2 separate regions of the Nothobranchius furzeri genome follow, and region 1 is linked to region 2. Evidence: chromatin contacts called from public Micro-C data. All regions are on one chromosome and are shown on one strand. The core of a region is the stretch at or near the end of the contact, and the rest is flanking DNA. Distances in the headings are between cores, read along the strand shown.

Region 1 (5,493 bases), core at 294-2,793, 78 kb before region 2:
TTTAAAAATTGGAAGTCTGAACCGAGTTCAAGTGCTGCTTCTGTGATGGATGAGTGAGTCACTGGGCCAGCCACGGTCTACTTCACATCCGAATCGGAGAAAGACAACAGGGAGCAGTTAAAAGCACAGCTGCTCAAAGTATCCGAGAGAAAGCTGAGGACAGTTCTTCTGACACAATAGCAATGTGAACTAACAGACAACAGCCACTCAGAATGCAGGTTTGTTTGATACTGAGAACGTTAATGATAACTTATCCTGGACAAAATGAATTAAAACAAACACATGAAAACTAATGAGAGCAAAAAAAAAGGAATTTTTAACTAACTATTCTAAACATTTTGAGACAAAATAAATGGCAGTTTCTATACTAAATTCCCCAAAACTTCCATGTCGATTATCATTCACACGGATATTAGCAGCTTGTCCAAAAGAATGGTTTATTATGAATATAAAGCTATAAGGGTGTAATAGAGTCTGATCTGAGGTGTAGCACAGTCAGAGAATCAAACTGCAAACAGAAATGAACAACCATGTCCTTTTCTACAGAAAAATCAAATACAAATGACCTCATAAGTAACTTAATTTCGCTGCAGCCCTTAAAACACTGAGAAACTAACAAGAAACGTGCTGCTTTGTGTTCTTTTTAGCTAATCAATAAAGAGTTAAATTCAGAAACATGGTTGGTTCACAGATCTTCCTGTAGATGGAGGTATAGACCCTCTTTATCAGCTGTACTGCCTCAAAGGCATAGTGACACCGGACAGTCACTAGAGGGCAGAAGCTCTCTGCAATAGTGAAAGTCTCACGCAGGTAAGAACAGCCCAACATGATGATGAGGATGATAAAGATTTTGATGATGCTACTACATTTACTGCTCTCTGCTGTCTTCATATAAAATAAATGCTCTTGGCTTGGAGAGTGAGAAGTCTGAATGATGGAAAACATCTGCTGACATTTTCCTGCAGATAAATCCTGACATGTTGATGACGTGCAGATGCAATCACGCAGGGAGATTCCTGAAGACCCCCCCCCCCAGGTTTGAGTGGAGGGGATGAGTGCGGGGGGGGGGGGGGGGGGTGACATCCAAACCATGGAGTCCTGGATCATTTGCAAACTCCTTCGCGTGGGCACACACACACACACACACACACACACACACACACACACACACACACACACACACCATGTCTACCACACCCATATCAACAAAGTGTAGACTTGAAAAAAAAAAGTAAAAACTTTCAGCCTCCATCTGATCTCTGCTCTGCCAGGAGTCAGTGTGGGAGTGCCCATGAGCCAGTCACATTGCACTGCCAGCATTTGGGGGAACCATCTACCTTCTGCTTATAAACATGTAGTGGTGGTCTCCACAGAGACCAAAGGGAAGCTCAGAGAGTGGCAGAGTTGTGACTCCCACTGAGCTGAAAACTTTTCAGATGAAAAAGTGTGCACATAAAAAAGTCAGTGTGTGTATTTGCACACTCTGGAGGAGCACTGCGCACTGGGAACAAAGGTTGGATGATATCCAGGCTCGCACTGGGAGTGGAGAATTATGATGTAGCTCAAATGTACTTTGTGCCTGTGTGTGTATTTCACCCACTAGAGTGTGTGGAGTTAATGAACTCCACAAAGCACAAGTGTGATCATTTCTGTTTCCATAAGTAAAGAGGGCAGTCCGGACAAACCTTGATAGTATAAATGTACTGGAAACTTCCTCCCACACCCAGAGTCCCCCATCCCCCTGCCTGAACTGAGCATGTGTGTGTGTGTGTGTGTGTGTGAGTGCGCGCGTGTGTGTGTGTGTGTGTGTGTGTGTGTGTGTGTGTGTGTGTGTGTGTGTGTGTGTGTGTGTGTGTGTGTGTGTGTGTGTGTGTGTGTGTGTGTCAGTCTATACAGCAAAGTGAGGACCAAAACAAGTTTTTTACCTGCAAACTGAGGACATTTGGCTGGTCCTCACTTTGGGTCAAGATTACGGAGCTCTACTGGCTAATTTAAGAGGTATGGTGTGGATTACGTTTTAGTTAGGGTTAGGATTAGGACTAGACTGTTTATGGTTAGAGTTAGGGTTAGGTTTAGGATTAGGCACAATCCAGTCACTAAAATGAATGGAAGTCAATGACGGTCCTCACAGCGTCCTCAGTGCATGTGTGTGTGTTTGTGTGTGTGTTTGCATGCATAAAATCCAATGCATTCATCTGTGTGTTTGTACCTAAATTGAAACGGGCAACTTTCCATGCTTGGCCAAGGTTCCTCCTGTGACCCTATTTCCTGTGGAATCAGCCGAGGAATGATGTCATCCTCTGTCGACCCAAAGTCAACAACTGTGTGCTGCAAGCCTCAGTGACATGACCTTCCTCCCCACTGGTGCTGTCTTCAACTCATGTGCGTCCTCTTTTGTTGTCTGCTTTTCTTCTTTTCTCACACGTCAAGGAACATATTTAAAATAAAACCACTTTTGTTGCAGCTGCCAATGATTCATTAGTCTTTCAGCTTCTCTTATTATAGCCTTCTTTTTATAAGTTTTAATCCTCTTTGAGCTAAAAATGTTACAAATGTTCTGTCTTAAATCAGCAATCTGCAGTTTCCCCCTTTTCACAAATTATGTATATTTTGTAAATGCATTATTTTGTTTGCTTAAAATGCAACATCGGATTTTTTGTAAACAAAAATACAAAGATTTGTAAATCATTGTAGATTTGAGACACTGAAACACTTAAATACTAAAATAAAAGCATCAAATTCTGGGTCAGTTGTTTCTTGGTCTCAGAAATTAAACTTTGATCTATTATCAGCAATTAGAAAAGAATACAGGTCATTCTTTAAATTATAATACTTTTCATGTTTAGTCAGGTGTCCAGGGTGTTGGTCCCAAGTTTACCACCATAGTCAATGTCACTGAAGGTCTGTGGTCCTATTTAGCATGACATTAAAGTAAAAGTAAAAATCATGGGTTGCACTTTAGGCCGTCCAAAGTAGAACATGAACAAAAGCCTCTTGGAGAGTTATGTGGCATCTGGACTCGAGACATTAGAAATACATTAATTGGGTCTAGTGTATTGAAGAGGGATGGATTTCTGTAGATACACCAAAGCAGATGTCTTCAGATTGGTTTCCAGTGATTATTGGGGGACAAATAACACCTCAAGCACTTTATTGTGGCCTTTTGGCCCTTCTGGACCATTTAGGGCGTGATAGGTCTACAAAGCACTGTTGATTGATCTCCAGTCATCACAAAAAACTGGCTAATTTGTTTCAATTTTGCGTGTTGATAAGATTGGCACAAACTTTTATGTGACAGTTATTTGTAACAATATTTAAAATGATCAAATGTTTTATTTTTTCCTTTCTGTAAACTTTGTGAAGCTTTAATTTAACAAAACAATTGAACAAAACTGGAGTCTTCGCTGGGATATTGGCTTCATCGGACAGTGATATCTGGCTCTCACGTGAGCAGTTCGTAACCAGTTGTGAAGCAGCTGGGATGAGATTCAGCTCCTCTAAATTTGAAACCATGGTCTTGAGTCAGAAAGGGGTAGAATGCCTTCTCTGGGTCGGGGACGAGGTCCTGCCCCAAGTGGAGGAGTTTAAGTATCTCGGGGTCTTGTTCACGAGTGAGGGAAAGATGGAGCGTGAGATCGACAGGCAGATTGGTGATGGCGGCATTGTACTGGTCTGTTCTGGTGAAGCGAGAGGTGAGCTGGAAGGCAAAGCTTTCAATTTACCAGTCAATCTAAGTTCCTACCCTCATCTTTGGTCATGAGCTTTTGGTAGTGACCAACAGAATGAGATTGCGGATACAAGCAGCTGAAATTAGATTCCTCCGCAGAGTGGAAATAGGGTGAGAAGCTCGGTCATCCGGGAGGGGCTCGGTGTAGACCCGCTGCTCCTCCACATCGAGAGGAGCCGGTTGAGGTGGCTCGGGCATCTGGTCAGGATGCCTCCTGGATGCCTCCCTCGTGAGGTTTTCCGGGCACGTCCAACTGGGAGGAGACCTAAAGGAAGACCCAGGACATGTTGGAGGGACTATGTCTCTCACCTGGCCCTTGGGATTCCCCCAAAGGAGCTGGCCTAAGTGGCCGGGGAGAGAGAAGTCTGGGACTCCCTGCTTAGGCTGCTGCCTCTGCAACACGGTGCCAGATAAGCAGACAAAAATGGAATAGAAAAAATGGTTTGAAATTAATAGACTAGACTTGTCTTAAAATTAATTGGTCTGCTTTCAAACCAAAACCGTGATATCAATGTGAAAAGATGTTCATCAAAATGCAGACATTAACCTCGTGCCAACTGGTGCCCATTCATTATGAGGGGTCCAATTACTACTATGCAGGTTATCTACCACTAGCCTCTTTTAGAAAATAATGTCGCCATTTTGCTACAACGCTGTGGTGGCAACAGGGAGCCTTTGGTCATTTATGAGTGCACAGATTGTGGCAGTAATGTTGCACAAGCGTGCCCTTTTTACAAAAGATCACACGATGGCAGCATAAAGGGGGTGTGGTCTCTGCATTGCTGCGGACTTCCGTTTATCTTGGGCGTAACTTGCTTTTTATTGCGATTGAAGCCACGCTCATTACGATTTTTTAACAGCTCCTAAAGGTGTCTCCTCCACAGTCCCTGTTCAGTCCCTGGTGATCTGAGCTCCAGCTCTAACGAAGAGAAGCTCTTGGAGCTCCGCATCACTCTAGATTACATCTCAGCTGATTCTGTTTACAAAAGCCTCCCTCTCACCTCCCTCTGTTGCGCCAAGGCATAAAATGGATTCATAAGTCCAGCGTTGTGGTAATAGTTCTACCAAGCATGGCGGCACCAATGCCGTAAAATTCCCGCATCACCACAGTCTATTCATTAGACACACTGTGGCAGCAATAATACGCTGATTTGCCAGCATGGGGGTCCTCTAAAAGGGGCTACTGACTTTGTTTTTCTTTGCAACACTGATGTTTTATCTCTACAAATAAGACAAACCTGAAGGATTTCAGTCATGCTCTGAAGTTGTTAATGCTAACTGTTAGCTTCTAGTGGCTGAGGCATTTTCTACTCTCACTTGGACGCATGATTTGGAACCATAGGATGTCCAAGGAAGGTCCCGCCTTTCTCACCTCTGATTGGCTAGAAGGGCTCTCATACGATTGGCTATTTCATTTAGCAGCAAACCGTCTTCTGGCAAGTGCAGACCTTCCTCCTGCCTCAAACAGAACAGCTGTTTTTGGGGAGTTTTGTAAAGAAAATGTGAATTTAGTGCTATAATAATCATTCTATCTTGTTTTGTAATTTTTTTTTTTTGTTTTTTCTATTTTTTAAAAATCTGAAAAATGTGAACTTATATTAAATGCTGTTGCATTTATAACACTGTTGGACTTAATTTGTATTTGTTGGCTCTCAAACATTGAGGTTATCTTATTAAAGCAGAGTACATAGGATAAACGTATGTGCACCTTATCTGGGTATGAAATATAATAAAACTGTCCTACTTTTCCCAGCTGTGTGCAGCAG
Region 2 (5,484 bases), core at 270-2,769:
TACACACTCATAAAGGCACCTATATCAGATTTACTATTTCAGCTTCCTGCTGACGCTCTCATTCAGGGCCTACAAAGTGATCATGCATGGCATCCTTTGAAGATGAAATGCAGATTCTGGTTAGGATTTAGAATTTCAAGAAGACTGCAAAAGTTTCTGAGCTTTGAACGTCACAAAAATGATAATTGTAGATGTGGTTGCTGCACAGTCTTTAAAGAAGATTTACCAGCTCTCTGATGCACATTGTCACACTGTCTCACTAAAATCTGCACAATTATTAATTCTAAAAAAAGCATAATTGCATATATTTTAGACACTTCAAAACATCAGAAGCCAGTTTTATTCATATCTCTCGAAACTCTTTCTCTGGCACTTCTAAAGACTAATCTGATATGGTCTGGATGTCCTGCTGCTATGTTTTGGAAACCAGCACAGCCCCAGAGGTCAGGTCCTCATCAGTCTGATGTTTTTTCCAACACAAGGCCACTGGGGACCAAACTGTGGCCATTTAAACATTAAACTGTGGGAGAAAACAGGGAGATAAATGAGGACACATACAGAAAAAGGCAGATGACATTGGAGCTCTTTGAACTCTCCGTTTTGCCGTTACCGTAACGTCCTTTGCATTCCTCGGAGTGTGACCCACTTCACACCAAATTTTGAAACCCGGCCAAGGGTTGCCACGCTAGTTTTAGTGGGTTGTCATGCATGCCACATAACTGCGCCATTCTGTTTAAATCCTGGCTGGGCACCCTCATGGCATGACTTCCTTTTTCCCATAAAACACGTTTCCTGTATGGGTCACTGTTGCAACTGTCAATAAAAAAGTCAAACAATCAGCAAAAATGTTTCACTTCAGCCTAAAATCAGATAAAATACCCGTGGCAACTTAAGTCTGAATAATAAGTACACACGTGAAAAACCTGCTAGAGCAAACACGGAATTTACAAAACAAATAAATCAGAACTTTCCTCAAAAAGTCACCATTTGAATGAAAGATAATTTAAAGTTTATTGTTTCGTTAAAATTGAGTCATACTTATTCCTTATTGAGCAAACAATAAAAAAACTTGTAGCTAAATAAATAATTCAGTTGTTTCCCTAAAGAAAAACTAATTTGGTCCTCTCTAAAGTCAAGTAATTATACATTTGTCCAAAGTGTTGCTTTGCTTTTACAGTTTATTTATTTATTTAAAAAATCTTTTTTTTTTTCACTCCGACCGGCATTTTCCAACATGGCGACTCATAAATCAAACAGAATTGATGGATCAGTTTGATTAAAGCTGAAGTGGTCAGTATGCAGCTCTACACTGCCACACTGTGGGCATATGTTGTCATTACAGCTGGAAGACCCTCGTCTCAAGTGGTTTACAATCTCCGAAAATATAAGTGAAAGAAAGAAAGAAAGAAAGAAAGAAAGAAAGAAAGAAAGAAAGAAAGAAAGAAAGAAAGAAAGAAAGAAAGAAAGAAAGAAAGAAAGAAAGAAAGAAAGAAAAAGAAATTACACGCGCAAACGTGTTCACAGGAATTACATCAATTTCAGGATACGAAGTTGCCTTGCCTTCAAAATAAAAGTTTCAATCTGACTATCTTCAGGGAGAAAAGTTCTAGAAAGTGTTTGGAAAAACTATAAAAATATTATGTAAACTACTTGTTTTATTTCATGAAATCTAATATTATTTGAATATTTCCCACGAATGTAAACATTAAATCAGAAATCAAATTTTATAACTTGAAAATCTTTCACCGGAAATGGTAGATTTTCCCCTGACTGCCAATTCCAGCCCCATTCGGATCAGCAATAATAAAGTGTCTGCGGTCCGTCAGTCAGTGGAAATACTGATCCAGACGAGGATGGGTGTGAAGGGGCTGGTTGTGACAGTGCTGCTAGCTGTCTTCGTCGCCTACTACGTCTACACTCCGCTGCCTGACGCCATCCAGGAGCCCTGGAAGCTGTTGTTGGTGGACGCAGGGTTCAGGACAGCCATGCACCTGGTGAGAATTGAGGTGTTTCTGATTCATGGAAGGTGTCTCTTTGCACACGGGATTTGAAGCCCATGCAAGTGCAAGTTGCTGAGGTATTTTTAGCTGCTCACGAGCTAAACACGGTGCCACATTTAGAGTTAGACTGGGCCTTTGCTGCAATTGCTCAATTAAAGTTTTGCAATAAGCACATGTGATCTTTTTCCAGAGAACATTTTATACTTAAAAGTCAAAGTCACGTGAGTAACCGCCCAGGATGTTCCAGCATGTTTTAGTTGTTTCCCTGCTCCAACACACCTGATTTTAACAAGCAGGTGACTTCTGGATGACCTTCTGAACAGGTCAACTGGTGTTGGAGCAGGAGAACGACAAAAACATGCACCACTGCTCAGATGTGTTTCTCTGAGAACAATGCCTCTAAAGATGATTTATTTTACTGATTATATTAAAGTGAGATTATACATGATGGGTGATTATGCAATGGATGACCTCTGTGGGTGCAAATTTATGGTAAAGTTAAAGTATTTTCCTGGACCTGAATTGACCTTTGTTCAGCTTTTAGCCACACATTCTGGAGTTAGTGCGCCACAGATAACGTTCCACTGTGCAAAGAAAAGGCGTAGATGAATATGACCTGGAGAAAAACTGCATTTTGTGGACTAAAGGTTATTTGAAACACAGCGGGTCGGTGTGCAAGTCAGCCTCGTGCTGTAATAAAAAGGTGTTGTTTGATTTAAAAAGTATATAAATCTAAAGAGATGATGGATTATCTTTTTATCTGCATGCTGCATATGCAATGGTGCGCATGATCACTTGTGCTTTAGATCCTAAGTGAGCTGCCCCTCAGCATCTACAGTAGGACAAAACTCCTAAACTGTCTGCTTCAGCCGTGTTTCTCTGGTGTTTGGTCAGCATTTGTATTGAGGCGGTCTCTAGGGGGCTGACGGTTATTAGACACAGAGTAGATGAACAACAGTGACTGGGTGAGATGTCAAATCTCTGATGAAATGATGACTTTTCCCCCTGTTCTTCCCCCAATCTGCTCTTTGTCTCTTACTTTATATAATAAATCATTTTGTGCCCTTAAAGATACTAAAGATTAATAAGATGCCTTTCTTCTCTTCAGGCTTCTTTGAAACACCGGCTGGGTCTGGATCACTACATCACATCAGTCAGACATTCAATAGAGGGCTTTGAGAGCACAGCGAAGGGCCTTTTGGGCTCTGGGGCCAGCGGGGGGGTCATACCCGGAGTGAAGGTTCGTGACACCACCTTTGCCGGGATCTCCGTGAGGGTTTACGAGCCTCCGGCCGGAGGAGAGGGACACCTGAGGAGAGGGCTGCTGTATTTCCACGGAGGCGGCTGGGCTCTCGGCAGCGCCAGTGAGTACAGTCGTGGTTTCTTCACAGCAGGAAAGGAAGTAGAATTTGTGACTGAAGTCATAATAAGCACAAATTTTGTGTATTTTTATGTTTTTTTCCACAGAAAAGGGGACGTATGACAACGTGAACCGCATGGTTTCGGATGAGCTCAACACCGTCGTGGTCTCTGTTGAGTAGGTTTACTTTTGTATCTATGTGCATTAAATTCAATCAAAACGGTTCTAGTGCTCGACCCGGACTGGTGCTACATCCGGTTCCGCAATGGTTCTTTAAAAAACTCATTACATCGCTTAAAAGTCCTCTGCCGGAGGATCCAAGTGTAGGGAGACAGTTAATCTTCGCAGGTCAAAGGTTGGTCTTGTTATTTCAAATAAATGTTTACATTTCTGAACTCCGTTTGAAACAACAGTCCGTGTTTGTGAAAGCTGTCCTGATCTCTGATCAGTGTTGGTCGACGCAGCTGCAAACGGGAGTTGTAAAAAGCATTAAAGACAGCTTTTGTTAAAAACAGCTGGTGGTAATAAAAGAATCAACAGTGTTTGTAAATATTAGTTCAAACCGTGTTTTTAAATTCAGCTGAAACGCCGTTCTGACCTGCTTCAACTACGCTACTGGTGAATACAAACACACAACCTACCCAAATTCCGCAGGTCCAAGTGGAATTACCTAGAATTTAAAAATGCCGCTCCTCTGGTTTTTAGTCGCCGTGAGTCGCCTCCTGCTCACTTTTGCTTTTTACCCACATTTGTGGTCTGTGTCTGTAGGTATCGCCTTTATCCTGAGGTCATCTTTCCAGAGCCGTATTTAGACTGCCTCGCTGCTGCTAAACATTTCTTATCCCCAGAGGTTCTGGCAAAGTACTCCGTCGACCCTGAACGTGTGGCCGTGTCAGGAGACAGCGCTGGAGGAAACCTCGCTGCTGCAGTCGCTCAGGAGGTACAGGCCGAAACCATCTCCCGCTCTGCTGAAAGACGAGGTCACTGAACTGTGTGTGTTGGTGTTTTCCCAGGTTTCTTTAGACGAGAGCATGACTGTGAAGTTCAGCGTCCAGGCTCTGATCTACCCGGTGCTCCAAGCCCTGGATTTCAACACGCCGTCCTATCTGCAGAACGAACACATGCCCATCCTCCCTCGCCACACCATGGTGCAGTTCTGGCTCCAGTACCTCGGAGCTGACCTGTCCCTGCTGCCGCAGCTCGTGGTGAACAACCACAGCGCCGTCGCCTCAGAGCTGAGGCTGAGGTTAGACTGGACCACCCTGCTCCCTCAGAAGGTCAGGAAGAGCCACAAGCCTGTCACTGTGGAGAAAGACTCCCATGGAGTTCTAAAGGCGGTGCCGGGGTTTCTGGACGTCCGCGCAGCACCTCTGTTAGCCAGGTCGGAGGTGCTGGCTAAAACCCCACGGGCTTATATACTAACATGTGAGTTTGACGTGCTGAGGGATGACGGGCTGATGTACGCTCGACGCTTACAGGACGCAGGAGTCTCTGTCACTAGTGAGCACTACGAGGACGGTTTCCACGGATGCTTCAGCTTTATATCCTGGCCGATAGACTTCGATGTAGGAAAGAGGGCGGTGAGGGGGTACATTAACTGGCTGCAGAACAACCTGTAACAAATGACATAAGGGCTCCTGCATCATCCCGGCTCATCTGAGCTCAGGGCTTTTATCCCACACTCATCGGTTAACACTGTGACCAACAAAGCCATAGAAAAAATCATTCCTACAGCCACTGATGCATTAGTTATTCAGCAGCTTTTGCTCTGACTCCTAAAAGGCTGTCACTTGTTTCCTTGGAAGCTAATTAATGCTAATTAGCCTAAATTACAAAGCAAAGAAGCTGTGCTGTGGTGTTTTACCACGATGCTAATCTGAGCTGTCACTACCCTGCAGCATCCAATTAAGATAAAATTTGTCCAAATTGTCTGTTTTGTTTAGTTTTCTACAAGTTGTTTTTCCTCGAGTAACGCTGGACGATTAAAAAGCACTTTTCCTTTCATACATTTGCACTGTTGTCTTTAGTTTCTCAATAGCGGCGAGATCAGGAAGTTTTCGTCTCACAAACACTCCTGAAACTTTCTGGAAGTCCAACGAGACACTTCCTCTAAAGCTGAACCCA

The links. A called contact is a pair of places that touch in the nucleus more often than the background predicts.
Region 1: a contact with region 2 is called in a Micro-C map of tail fin, with 15 times the contacts expected there. The contact joins the enhancer-like site here to the promoter of nceh1a in region 2. A contact is called at or near these places in 2 of 2 Hi-C or Micro-C datasets (skeletal muscle and tail fin).

What each region holds. Positions count from the first base shown.
Region 1 is chr18:22,379,786-22,385,278 of NfurGRZ-RIMD1, reverse strand. All of the region lies in intron 2 of ppp2r3a (protein phosphatase 2, regulatory subunit B'', alpha), which reads right to left. Among protein-coding and RNA genes, the nearest start is that of fndc3ba, 48 kb to the left of the region's middle. Within about 2 kb of position 1,543, at least 2 of the 3 cell types and tissues checked have an H3K27ac peak or open chromatin away from gene starts, as enhancers often do. A contact at or near this core is called in tail fin, where this site is marked.
Region 2 is chr18:22,301,756-22,307,239 of NfurGRZ-RIMD1, reverse strand. nceh1a (neutral cholesterol ester hydrolase 1a) reads left to right here and starts at 1,519. Exons shown (of 5, transcript XM_015969631.3): 1 at 1,519-1,994; 2 at 3,109-3,364; 3 at 3,468-3,537; 4 at 4,129-4,300; 5 at 4,374-5,364. The coding sequence starts at 1,752. The coding sequence ends at 4,979. It overlaps LOC107392068 (a long non-coding RNA gene), which reads right to left and starts at 4,137. Exons shown (of 3, transcript XR_001573749.3): 1 at 4,002-4,137; 2 at 611-813; 3 at 306-520.